Linked DNA regions of Danio rerio: region 2 is linked to region 1. Evidence: chromatin contacts called from public Hi-C data. All regions are on one chromosome and are shown on one strand. Each heading gives the region's core, a stretch centred on a gene start, on an enhancer-like site or on the middle of the called end of the contact. The rest is flanking DNA. Distances are from core to core; before and after follow the strand shown.

Evidence for each region. A called contact is a pair of places that touch in the nucleus more often than the background predicts.
Region 2: a contact with region 1 is called in a Hi-C map of hematopoietic stem cells, with 1.7 times the contacts expected there. The contact joins the promoter of tbc1d25 here to the promoter of slc38a5b in region 1. A contact is called at or near these places in 2 of 18 Hi-C or Micro-C datasets (embryo and hematopoietic stem cells) and 3 of 4 datasets of contacts at active chromatin or transcription factors (caudal fin, embryo and gastrula embryo).

What each region holds. Positions count from the first base shown.
Region 1 is chr8:25,503,847-25,510,991 of GRCz12tu, reverse strand. slc38a5b (solute carrier family 38 member 5b) reads left to right here and starts at 4,030. Exons shown (of 16, transcript NM_001002648.1): 1 at 4,030-4,184. It overlaps ccdc22 (CCC complex scaffolding subunit CCDC22), which reads right to left and starts at 1,309. Exons shown (of 16, transcript NM_001025485.1): 1 at 928-1,309; 2 at 617-794. The coding sequence starts at 977.
Region 2 is chr8:25,549,131-25,556,275 of GRCz12tu, reverse strand. It overlaps tbc1d25 (TBC1 domain family, member 25), which reads right to left and starts at 3,002. Exons shown (of 7, transcript NM_001128236.1): 1 at 2,676-3,002. The coding sequence starts at 2,720. It overlaps trnah-gug (transfer RNA histidin (anticodon GUG)), which reads right to left and starts at 3,477; the gene lies at 3,406-3,477. It overlaps nt5dc2 (5'-nucleotidase domain containing 2), which reads right to left. Exons shown (of 14, transcript NM_001077143.2): 14 at 4,900-6,066. The coding sequence ends at 5,805.

The DNA.
Region 1 (7,145 bases), core at 2,781-5,280:
TAATTGCCTAGCAGAGTTGATGCAGTTGATGGCCCGTATACTTGATATTTATTTAGAGTAGGTCTTCTAAGGTACTTAAGGATTTGAAATGATTTATTTAAACAAATGCCAAATGTGAAGTTGTCAGATGTCTATGTGAGTGTAAGCTGCAAATGAACCAACCCCCCCCCCCCCCCCCCCCCCCCCCCAAAAAAAAAGTTAACCAACTAACTAGAGGGAAGCCTGTCTAGTAATACTACTTATGAGACAAAATGACAAATATTATCCATTACTGATATAATTGAAACAATGTTATAATAATAAACATTCATTTTCTTGTGTCACATATAAATGTCATCTGAATGATTCATTCATTCATGAATTATCATTTGCAAAAAAAATCTACTAATATTTCATCAAATGTTTAAAAAATTCTTTATTTACCTAAAAGATGATATTAATCTACTATGAATGTCGATAGACTCTATACAATAACACCATCGTTCAGACTTACAAAGAGCAGAGCTGATTCACCACCAGTAATGCATTTTCAATGATTATCAGCTGACAGTCAGATGTGAGGGGTCAAGATGACTCAGGCACACAGAATGACATCTAGGCTTCGTGTGTCTCTCACCTGACAGGCCTGTGCCAGGCTCATGCCCAGTCTGAAGCGGGCAGACATGCCAGGGGGCAGCGAGTGGGACAAGCCATTGCCCACTGCTGGGTCGATCACCCGAAGGCATCTGACCACCGCCTCCACGATCAGCTCACTGGTGAACTGCTTCACACTCTGAACATCCTCGTCAATGTCTCTGGAAGAGCACAAACACAAATATGTCAACATAAAATAACTTTATTCCGTCCAAAGATACAAATCAGTCCACTGAGGCACAGAGGAAATGACTTGTCACAACTGAAGGGACCTGTTAGATCTGAGATACTTACGTGCCCGCTTGTCTTAGAGAGTGAATTAAAATCCTATCGACTTCTTCCATCACGGAACGAGATCAGATAAAGCTGCTCGACTGTCTTCCGTAGCAATATTAAAGCCCCACCGCGGACAAGGCAAATGAATATCATAAGGCTTCAGCAAACCCCCAGCATCGCTTTCACTACAGCCTGTGCAGGTCTGCAAACCAGGACGACCGTTCGGCTGCCATGGCTACATTTCAAAACGCAGTGTCAAACGAGCCGTTTAGTACTTTTCACCGCATTCTTTAGCAAAAACGGAGTGTCAAAATAATAGCTTTTTTCAGTCTGTCTCTTCAATATCAGCTTTTTCTGGAGAGGAAGTCATTACCTAGGAGTGTCCGACGCAGTGTATCATGGGACGTGGAGTTTTAGAGCTTTGAGACAGCAGTACTGGACTACTCATTTAAAACTCGAGTTCCCGACAGGCAGAGCGCGTTTTGATCTCGTGACGAGAGCGACGCGTAAGCACGTGCGCTGTCCAGGACCAAAGTGAAATGTTTGAGATGTTTTTGTAGGGCTTGAGAGAAAATCAGATGATTCAGATCATAACAGTCGTATTAGTGACACATGCTTGATCAGAAAGCAGAAGCTAATTATAAACTAATATTATTAGTGTGGAATTTCAGTACAAGACTAAGCTGTGTTTAGACGATTCGAGACATGGATATGAGTATAATGATTTATAGTAGTTAATCTTTAAGGAGCCAAGTAAAACGATAACTATTAAGACTTTTTTTTAATCCACAGCGTCCTTTAATATGCTGTTCTTACAGCACTATTAATTTAGCTACAAATCTGCAGTGTTTAAATAATTTATTGTTGACTGACTTGTCTTCATTCCTTAGAATAGTCCATATTTTTCTATTTTTTTTTTACTTGTTTTATGTATTTAAATGTATTAAATCATTACAAAAATGTATGTTTGTTACTTGATTCACTTTGATCAATACAGGTTTATAAAAAATGCTAAAGTCTAACATTGTTATTTATTTACAACATCTTCTAAAGACAGATGTTGCTTCTTTAACCCAGGACTGAAATGTAAGTATTTTCAGTCACTTCTTGCCCTAAAGCACAGTTCAAGCACACAACATATGGTGATTTATCATGTGACATAGCACCAATACATTTTGGATCACCAAGGTCAGTTTTACTCAATGCGTTCACACATCATCATATGTGCAGAGTTACTGTTTCAGTGTGTTAAGTCATACGCTTTGGTTATTTAAATAGAGATTGAAATTATGATATTGTAACAGTGTTTTCATTTCCTACACCCCAGACATTTGCCTTTTGTGTTCCCAGGAGTTGCACATGCGTGTATAAATAATGACTGAATTATCACTTTTGAATGAACTTAACTTTTAAGACAACTTTTTCTTTGTTTTGCAGTTAAACATTAACAATAAGTTTAGTAAAACAGACATTAACTTCTTACGGACACCTAATACATACAACAACACATAAACAAGAGCAATTCATATAAATTATTTGCACTGTTAGCATAGCTCATTTTAAAATACATTAAAGGGATATTTAGATAAATGCTGGTAGTTGGCACCCATTGACTTCAATAGTAATTTGTTTTCCTACTTTAGAAATTGGTGGGAACCAGCAACCAATGTTCTTCAAATTATCTCATTTTGTGTGCAACAGAAGAAAGAAATTCTTCGGTTTAAAATCACATGAGGGAAATTAAATAATGAGGTAATTTCTATTTTTGGATGAACTACCCGTTTAGACTGCGGTGCTATATTTTTAAAAACTTTGCATTTGTGAATAAATTATTTAGTACATTTATTTTTATTCAGAATATCAATTTATAACAAAATCTGGATCCACATTCTCTAAATCTCTGTGCTCTATCACAATCACATCTCAAAGATTAAAAAACCTTTTTTTTGTCATATAATTTGGTTGAAGTTAATAAAAAAACTAAGCAAGTGTTTAATTTTTAGAATTTTTTTTAACACAAGTCTTGATATTCTAGTAATATAAACCATAAAAGCTTCTGAACTCATTGACCATTTCTTATGCTGTTGAAAGTAATCTCCTCGTATATGAACAGGATCAATTTTCCTGCTCAAGAATTCCTTATAATCTTCTTAGTACATTCCTTAGCCACAAAACCCATTGTTCATATAATAATATAACATAACTTGGGAAAGAAGATGTATCTTAAAACCCTATTTAAATATTCCCTGGTAATAGAAAAAAAAGTACATGTACGTTTATACAGTGCTCAGCATAATTACACCCCTCACAAATATATCTTTTAAATTCATATTTTTAATAGGAAGGTCTACAATATTCCATGTGTGCATATACATCAGATTAGTCAATACTGAAGCCAAATCTGGAGCAAAATAACTTACGATAACGGTCCAAAAACTAGTTCACCCAAATTTAGGTTACAGAAAAATATTAAATACAAATTTAAAAAAGAGGAAGAATCAAGAAAAGAAAAAAGGAAAAATTTATTTGAAATTTTGTAGTTTGTAATTTATTTTTACAACATTTTGCTTAAATTAATTGTATTATTGTTCAATTTCTAAAAATGTTTGGTGACTGAAATATTATTTTAATAAATATATCTGTTTAATAAAACTGTTTTGTTTAAATGCATCAAAATACATTGCCGATATTCTCTGAGAAATTGATAAAAATATTTATTTTTAAAATGGGATTTACTCAATCATGCTAAGCACTGTACTACAACTTGTGACCATAATTCCATGAAGCCCTCCAAGAAAACGGGGGAAGGGAGAAACCTCAAATCTCCAAACCCACCTTTACCCATTTAATTCAGAGTTTGAACTCTTCCAGCTGAAAATATGTCTTCATTTTGGACTGCATGCCATTCCATCAGTTTGCTGAATGAGAGACGAACCCATGTCAAAGAGCTAATAAATGGAAAGCTGTTGTCTGCATTAAGAGAGTTCAACAGTGGCTTGTGTTGTACGTGACATCACATGTAATTCGAGACTGCATTGAGAAGCTGCCTCCCTCCCTTTTTTTTTCTCCATGTGCTTCCCACCCTTGCCTCCTGCCTTACTCTCTTCAGAAGAACCACACCGTCCTTTCTCTCTTTCTCTCTTGGGCTCTACTTAAACCTTTTAACAACTGGGATAAAAACGCAACACCTCAACCAAGAAAATCTCTCAGAGAATGCTTCAGCAGCACTACATTTGAGAAAACAACAACAACAACAACAACAGCCATTTAAAAAGGTGAGAAGGGTTTTTCTTTTCTGTAGATCTCTTGTCTTGCTTGAGCACATGGATATAAAAATCAAACTGCGGTTGACAGTAAAGGCTTAATGGCTTAGAAGAGTTTGGTTAACATAATTACAGTTTCATTGTGTATTAACAAGCTTGTTTTACTGTTAAACAAATTTCTCTTTGATTCCAATTAATTACACTTTTAAGTGGCTTTTTTGTATCTAGAAGATTTGTTTAGATTAGTGAGATTTTCGTTTGATTGTGCCTTTTTTGTCGTTCACTCCACAGTGTGGTAAAGAAAAGGCTATATGTGACAGAATAATAGAGAAAGTGTGTGTGAGCTGCAGAGGAAAATCTTTTTATGCACACTGTAAATGACGTTTTGCTGGTATCATATGTCCAATTGCAGGACTAGAGCCAGATATAAAAGGCCACCAGTTGATTTAGTCTTGGAGATACATGGTTGCAAATTTAAGACAGCATATGTTAAGCCTCTCACTATGTCTTATGAGTTTTTTTTTGTTGAATGTTGCCGGACCCACCCAAAAAAATATCTGCACAATTTGGACAAGCAACTATTTCTTTGTATTGGGTTTGTTTTGAAAAGATTTGATGTGTGGAATGTTTCTTTAAAGCTAAACCCCTATGACAATGTAAGAAAAATAACTTGATTAACAGGTAACTTGTCAACATGCAGTGTTTTCTCATTCTCTCCACTCTTTGGTGAGTTCCTTGTAGGAATTGCGATTACACCTTGATCATTCTTCTGATACACTGAAGTCTTTTCAAAACCAAGTAGTGTATAAAGAGCTAAAAATATTCAAACCATCCAAAAATTGTTACGCAATGTGTGAGGGTACACAGTGCACCACGTTGAATCGTGAGAGGTTGGCCACGAGGATTTATTCAGTAAAGACTTTTAAAGAGCAACTATGTTGTGTATTCAGGGAAAAGGGGCATCAATTACTCAGTTACTCTTCTACAAAGTTAAATCAGAGAACAAAAAAATTCCTATTTATTTACTATTAGCATCATTTATCAAAATATACTGTATGAAACTCAATATGTCAAATGAGTAGATTGTCCTATTACAAAGTATTCATGAAACAGTAGGTAAACAATACACGGATGTTCACCTGCTGGGAGTCATTTAAACACCCAGCGGACACTTTGCTATCCCACTGAGCCCATCACAACTGTAACTGCAAAGCTTTTCAAGTGCAATTCAATTCACATGCAATTCAAGTGTTCTGCGGGTCTTAAAAAGTTAAACTTAAAGCTTAAATCTTAAAGTTGTTAAATCTTAAGTCAGAACAGAAGGTCTTACATGCATAAATCTGTGTAAATAAATACTGCATGCATTGCAAAAACTATATCTTCATTAGTAATTTTGTTTTCCAATAAAAAATGTGATCTATTATGAATCTATGTACTATTACTTAAGACGCAATTGTTTTCTGAAAATTGAAATGAGTTTATGTTTGAAAGATAAACAAAAATTTGTCAGTGAGGTTTAAATTACTTTTCCATTTGAAGTAAGTTTATTTTACTGATCCCATTGACTGATATGTGTTCTTGTTTTAATGGGAAGCTTGATTAATTTGGATTTAAAAATCAGAAAACAAGGTTTCTTATCTACTGTCATTTTGATTCCAAGTGAAAGTATCTTGATGTAAAAAATATTATATTTGCACTGGAAAACCAGATAAAAATACAGAGGAAGAAGTCTCGCAGTGTGATTCGATATTTCCATCATTTTGTGTTTGATACCAGTAATATAAGCATACTGCTTATAAATTAAAGCACATATTCATAATTCAAATTCCACTTTCTCTACGAATTGATGCTGAAATCACTTTTCTTACATGCTGCTGGATGCCAAACAGACAGTAAAGAGTTTACACAGTTCAGCCTTCAAATTACTTATTTATAGTGTTGCATTTAAAAAAATAGTATTTTAACATGATAACTATAACTCAGTTTGTTTTAATGCTAAAATGAAATGGCCAGTATTTCTTCCTCTGTTTGTTTAGAAAGTAAATGTAACCTAAAAAGAACATGAGTCCCTTCACCCAGTGTTTATTTTGTGGATTTTGTACGCCTGAATTCACACAATGTCTTCTTGCTTACCAGTTTTAGTTGTCGACTTCAGGTGAAGAACTTCCACTTAGTTATTTCGTAATCTTCGCACATGACGTTCTGTGGGTAAATTGTGAAAGAAACAGAGTATAAACAATCCTATAATCTATTTCCTCATACCGCCATTATCTAAGAGGAAAATTGGAGGAAATCATTATCAGGTACAAAACGAAAATGGAATGTGTTTAATTATTTGAAGGGGTGTTCAAGCCACAATGTAGACACTGTAGTTGTGACCCACACAATTGATAAACCTCAAATGGCTTCCGTAGCTTTTTTTAAACGGATGTCCTGGACATACTGAACGTACATGACTTCAGCTGGGGGAAATGAGCCTGTGCAGAGGTCAGCGAGTGCATTGTGTGGTCTACAACAATGACCAGACTTGGCCTTTTACCACTGTTGGAGTCCTAGGGGTTTAGGAGTGAATTTGATCTAATTTGGAAAATGCAATCTGGTAGTAAAGCTTGCTCCACATTCTCTGGAACCAGAGTTTTGGCACACATATATATGTGGCCTCTGAGTTGAAGGGATCATATTATCTCCTGGGAAATACTCTGGCAATTTAAGCATGGGCAAGTACACTACTACCGATGTGTCTGCCATAAAAAGAGCATTCAAGCCCTGTAATACACCGCTAGCCAAGGCCTTAAAATGGATCGCAATAGTGTGAGATGTTGACATATAGGGAGAGAGTCTACAGAGAACGACAGGAAATGGATGGAGGCAAAAAAAGGAATGTGACTGAATTGGAGTGGGTGGAGAGATGGTTGTTTAGCTCTGGCTGTCAATGAGTTCATATAATATAGAGGGTGGGATTTGCTAACCTGC
Region 2 (7,145 bases), core at 1,753-4,252, 46 kb before region 1:
AATGCTCAGTGTAATTTTCAGCAACATTTAGTTTATCAAATGTAATAACAAAATGTAAAATAACATTGTAGTTTCCATTGCATATTTACATAAATACAATTCATCTTTCTTAAAGTTGAAAGCATAATTTTCTATGCCAGTATATTTTAAACTGACTTAAAAAAATGCCCACACAGTCACTGGCCTTTAAAACACACATAAATAATAAATGTTTTGGTACTGTTATGGTTAAACATTGCAATGACAAATCACTAGTGCTTTCAAATGTAGCAATGTGTCCTTTATGATACCAGTTTGACATTGCACATCCTGTGATGTGACTATCGCGGGTACGCATAGTGCAGTACCGATACTGAAACGATATATTGTTCAGTCCTTATAACAACACAGACTAAACATGGGTCACCGTCAGAAACATCTTAATGACTACTGAGAAAGCCACATTCACTAATGAAAACTGAATTGGACCTTCATATATTAAATTGTCAGTAAAAACAAAATCTTTTTTATTACAAAATGCCAAATACACAAGTTGAGCTTTTTCTCCCCAAAGGTCCCATTCATTCTCCTTCTCATATCAGTTGGAATGGTGGGCCAAATCAAAGGTTACCATGGGCCAACTTTGGCCCGCAAGGCCCAGTTTGGACATCTCTGTACTAAACAGACTAGCATTTTAGGCCAAAATAAAGAATTTAAATGAGTATTTATTTACAGAATGTAAACAAAATATTACAGATGTAATTTTTGAAAACTTGTTTTAAAATAATGGTCATCTCTAGACTTTAAAATTAAAGACAATTAAGCTTTTGTTCTACCTCTCAAAAACAGTGACTCAAGAAAAGGTGTCGTACAGGAGCTCTTTAATTAATCAAAATTTCACTGTGATTAAACTGAAAATTCACTGACCTAAATTCTGCACGTGAAAGAGCCATCTTAAAGAAACAGATGGATCACCATCAGTGAAATAGAAGGGGATTATATACTCAATTTTGTACACAGTTCTTCTATATGTGCCCGACACAGTTTAATGCAATGCAAGAATTTTTACAGAGCACACCACACTAATGCCAGATTAGCCAAAATACACCAAATAGAATTAATACTTGTAATAAGGGTCAACAATCTACAGCAAATCACACACACATGTTTTGATCATGTCCAAGATTAACAATGTTTTGGTCTAAAATATTTGACACTTTTGAAAAAAAACTTTAACATATCAGTCACTCCAAACCCTCTAACAGCAGTATTCGGAACTCCTTTTTTGGGACAAATTTGTCTTTAACAACACAGAACGTTGTTGCTTTCTCCTCATTATTGGCTAGGAGGCCTATTCTCCTGAAGTGGAAACAAACATCTCCACCTTTATATGACAGATGGATAAAAGACAGTTTTTAGTGTTTAAAGTTGGGAAAAAAATGGTTTTCATTAAAAGGGTCTTTAAAATCTTTTTACAAAACATAGAAACCTTTGTTGAATTATATTGACACTACTGATCTTGAAGCAGAAGAGGAATAAAGCTTTTTTTTATAAAGTGGCTCTGTATTTTATTTTAGTGGTTCTCAAAGCCCTGCATCTGAAACAACAGCCATACAGCTTTCAAAAGCATAAACAACACTTTTTGTATACGTTAAATCTGACTGAACACCCGAGAAATGACTGAAATACTGAAGCAAGAGGATTCAGGTTGATCATGTGACACTCCAGAGCAAATATGACTCACGGTCAAGCAAGTCAGCGGTATATACAGTGCTCAGCATAATTGAGTTCTCCCCATTTTGAAAATTAATATTATCATTTCTCAGTGAAATTAGGCAATGTATTTTGGTGCATTAAAAAAAAACAGATTTAAAGAACATATATATTTATTAAAATACTATTTAGACACTAAACATGAAAGATAATACAATTAAATTCATGCAAAATATTGACAAAATGTCAACTCAATTTTTCAAATATTTGTTTCTCTTGATTTTTCTTCTTTTACAAAATTGTATTTAATATTTTTCTATACCATTTAAATTTCAGTGTACTAGTTTTTGGACAGTCATCGTAAATTATTTTGTTAGATAAGCTCCTGATTGGCTTCAGCACTGACTAATGTAATGTACAAGCACAAATACTGTATAGCTTCCTATTAAAAATATAATTTTAAAAGATATGTCAGAGGTGTACTTATACATGCTGACCACTGTATTTGTGCGACAAGTTTTTTTACGCAAATAAGCATCTAATTATAGACCGTTTATAAACGGTTACATTTGGACACAAAAACAACAACGATGAAAAAACTGAACCGTTACTTCGAAATGAAAATATATTTCACGAAAATATCGCATGATAATTCAAATAATATAGTAATTATAATTGTTCTGATCGTACTGTACTGTAAAACATATTTTTATGATGCGGTCACGATTCGTAAACAACAAAGATGCCAACGAAGAAAAAGCGACGGACGTGAAGACTAGGGCTGATGAACAAACAACAATTCCCCACGACAGACGAACGATAACGTTAGACGTGAAACCAGACACTCGTGGCCTGACAGGACCGCTGTGTGTTACTGTGTTTTCATCCTGCCCGCCGTGTTGATGTGTGTGTGTGTGTGTGTGTGTGTGTGTGTGTGTGTGGTTGGGGTTTCTACCTGCCGCTCGCTCCCCAAAATTCCTCACCTTGACTTTGACACGAACTACCCCCCTCTCCTCCTCAACAGACATGGTGGGTAGTCCGCTCTAATGGTCTCGTTCAAAGATGGGATGTTGTCATCCAGAAGAAAAAAATGAAAGTAAAATAACAATGGATGCGGGTACCCGTTCTCCCCTCTCTTACTGCTTTGGCAGGTTCAATGAAAACTCCTCTAACAAGACACTCAAAAACAACCGACATCCTGCTGACACGTTTCAAAATAAAAGCCTCGCTGCAAGCAAAGCTAGAGGTGTTTCTTGTATAATACATATCTATTTTAATGATAATTCAGGTATCTGATAATCAGTGTTTCGTCTATGTAGATCCATAAATACAGACACTAACGACTATATCCATACCGAAGGCTTTCACGTTTTGAAACAACAGGATATGACGACACATTTGCATTACATCATTGGATTCATGAAGGAATGAACGATCTATGTGAGGAAAAAAACAAAAATCTTATGAAAATTAGAATTAACGACTGAACAAATGTCTGTTGGTGATTTAAAGCGATTTCATTCCAAATAATGCGTTATTTAAATTATGATGAATGTATTTGGGCAAATTAATATAACGTTAATAAGTCTAAGACTAAGTTATTACATTTGTATATATTAAAATGAATACGTTTAATGTATAGTATACGTTATATTGTATTGTAAAATGTATCAGCCACAGCAATATGAAAACGAATGCTTTGCTCTGTATATTTGCCGTGACCCGGATTCGAACCGGGGTTGCTGCGGCCACAACGCAGAGTACTAACCACTATACGATCACGGCGCGCTACTGAGCAGCTGCGCGTCTCAGGCAGATTCAGACCTTATAATTGTACAAAAAGGAGACGTGCGCGTATTTTCAAACATTTCTGGCTCATTTTTTTTCTTCAAATGTTTCTTACGCTCTCGGGCTGCCTTTGTTTGGCCCAAAAGTATAGTAAACACTTTTAATATCGTGAAGCATTATGTCCATATATATTTTTAGTAAACACTTTTAATATCGTGAAGCACTATGTCCATATATATATTTTTCTAAAGTTTTGATGAAAATGTTGGCAATTTGAAAAAATAACAACTTATTTTAAACGAAAGATATTTCATACCACCACAAACTTCTTTCCCGCACTTTAGATACATTTTTGATTTCGATATTTCTGTGAGGATATATGTCCCTCAAATTTATATTCTCTGTTATTTAAACATACTGTATTTAAAACTTCCACCATATTTAATTAACCTTTGATTTTAAAGCTTTTTTAATTTTGTGAAGTCTTTTTCTATTGAGACCTAAGAATAAAAACTGACTCATAATCTTACTTTTCATTCATTCATTCATTTTCTTGTCGGCTTAGTCCCTTTATTAATCCGGGGTCGGCACAGCGGAATGGACCACCAACTTATCCAGCAAGTTTTTACAGAGCGGATGCCCTTCCAGCCGCAACCCACCTCTGGGAAAAAATCTTACTTTTTACCAAACCATTAGTTTATTTATCTTTTTAAAACAAAAAACGATGCTTTGAAAAATGTTGGAAACTTGTAGCCATTGACAGCCATCGAAAAAAACATGATAAACATTGAAAGTCAGAGACTAGTAATTTTCAAGATTGATCAATGTATGTTTTATTAAAGAGCAAAAATCAGTACAAGGCCCTCGAAAAATGTGAAAAAAAAATATTAAAAAGCTTTTATTCACATGGCTAATCCTTGAAAAAACCTATGTGTGAAATTCAAAGTTTGGAACAAGTGGAGGATGCGTAAATAATGCCAGATTTTTTATTTGTGGGTGAACTATCCCTTTAAGCATAAAAAACACTGATAGTAATAAATGTTTCTTGAGCACCAATTCATATTAGGTTCAGTTTTTTCAAGATTGCAGTGCTGTATTTTACTCTACAGATCACATCAGATTTACCAGTAGATAGATATTAATATGGTTGCCTCTAGGATCTTTCCTTAGCCCTATAATATTTCCATCTATGCCCTTTGTCATTATATTAGTTTTAGTTTTCATTATGCCAATAATTAGCTGTACATTTAATTGAGACCAGAGGAAATTCTTAAAATATAATAAAAATAAATCAAGAATGCAGCATATAATGTTTCTAGCAATTAAAATTGTATTAAATTGGGATATAAGAGACCAAAAACTGTACACAGAAGCCATGGCAATAAATCTGGCATGTTTAGTGAAGGAGAATCAACACTATTAATACAAAGCCTTTTATTTGATTTTATAAATTGTAGAGCACGTACATACAAAAAGATGACATCTTTCTTGTTCCTGGAAAACCGAATTTAGCAGCATAGCTATTCACAGACTTAAATGTAAGCAAACAATGCTCTGATTGTACAGAAGCTTAGTCTAAAGCCACAAACAGTGAGGCCCGGCAAGGTCAAAAACAACAACAGCATTTGGTTTCGCCCACCAGGAGCTTCCATGTATGTAAAAACAGCTGTGATTTATAAACAAAAATCATAAAAAGCTGCGGCAACTGGCATTATGAGTTCATGTTTAAAAAACAATCGAGTCTAGGCTACATTATTCCTGTAGTGTAAAGATTAAGTAACATGACGACACCAAATCTAAGAAGCTATTTGACCTAATCATACATGGAATCAGACCTACTGTATTTGTAACTCTTATTGTGCATTTTTGGCCAGCGGCGCAATACTTTGGCCTAACCAGAGTTGAAAAACATCTGGGTACCCCAAGTATAGTCTATTTGTATCCATTCTGTTATCATGACTCATGTTAATACAAACATCACTCTGATGCGACTACAGCACTCATGACGACAGGGTTAATCTACAAAACCAAAACAAAAGAGAGAGAACTGTAAACCACTCAACACTATGTTTAGTAAGACATAATGCAACAGCATCAAATGTAAATAAAAAAATTAGGAGGTAAGAACATTAGGACGAATCCATCGACAAGCCTTTGTCTTTCACCGTCCAAGGCTTGAGAACGTTGAGATGCATTGTAACATAACATCCAGCAGGTGGCCCCGTTGCATGTGGTGTTAGCGCAGAAAGTGCCACGTCTCCATTGCCAAAGAGACACAACCCTCATTCACTTTTCAGTTCAGATTTGCACCTTTGGTGGGGGTTTTAGCGAATATGGGCCATTTCCTCCAAGAAGGGCGTCTTCATGCAGCCAGTGCAGAGCTGGTCCATCCAGAGGGGTGCTTCGTGTTGCAGGGGGGTCCGGCGGGGGTAGAACGTGTACGAGAGGTCATAGTTGAGCAAGCAGCTGATAGAGGCCATGTACAGGTCTGAGAATCGGCACAGGCGGCGGGAGAAGTAGGTCGGGTTGTGGCAGGTACGGAATATGCTGCCAAAGTGAGGGTTGAAGAGGTTCTTGGTGACGGCCCTGTAAAAATGGACATTGGGAGGCATGTTAGAAATCGAGATGGGTCGTTCGTGAACTATTATGCTTTTTTCGAACAAATCTTTCATGGTCCATTACCACTGAGTGGTACAGCACGGCAGGGGTTCTCAAACTTTCAGCCCGGGACCCCCAATATAACAATGCCAATGACTCCCAACCCCCACTATTTTTGGAAGTGGTTATAATCATACAAACGTTGCACACAACACTGACACAAACCAATAGGCCTATATAAACACAAGCATATTGGCAACACAAAAAAGTGCAACAGTCTAACAACCATATTATTTTTAATTTTTCATTATTATTTAATATTAACCTCACCTAATGAGACTGGTGGGCACAATATTTAAGTTACATCACCAGTCTTTTCTTGGTTTAATTTTGAAGACTGCCACCTAAAGATCATCCCTCATGTTCAGTTGTGGCCTGTATTTATTTTAAATGTATGTGAGTGCTGTAAAGGTGTCAAAGTTTAGCTATTGCCGTAAAATCAATCTAGTGCAACTGACGCTATTGCTCTGTCATTAATCTACTGTGAAAACCGTAAGGGGTTGCAATCCAATGTAAAAAATCAACAAAACACAAACAACAACAAAAACTAAAGGCTGATGGCGTTTTGATTGGATATTGTATTTTCATGTACCTACTGTATTTTTATCTTCTGTAGGTTTTGGATTAACAATGGTAATTTTAAAAGTTTGTTCAAATTTATTCGATTTTTGGAAATCACCAAGAGACCCCCTCTCATTGTCCCGCGACCCCCACTTTGAGAACCACTGCAGTACAGTACAGTTCGGTATGCTTTTATGGACATTTCCACTGACAAAGTGTACCAAAAAGTGAACCGTACCAATACCACTTTTTGGGTATCCAAGGGTACCTAGCACAATAAAAGTGTAACAAAAGGCGAAGCCAGACGTGCAGCTGAACGCTATTGGTTTACAGGAAAACGTCGCTAGCTCGTGCACAAGCCAGCAGAATGAAAACAAAAGAGGCGCGATATTTTAAAACACAGCCAAGACTTTACACCGTAATAATATATACATATAATAGCGAGT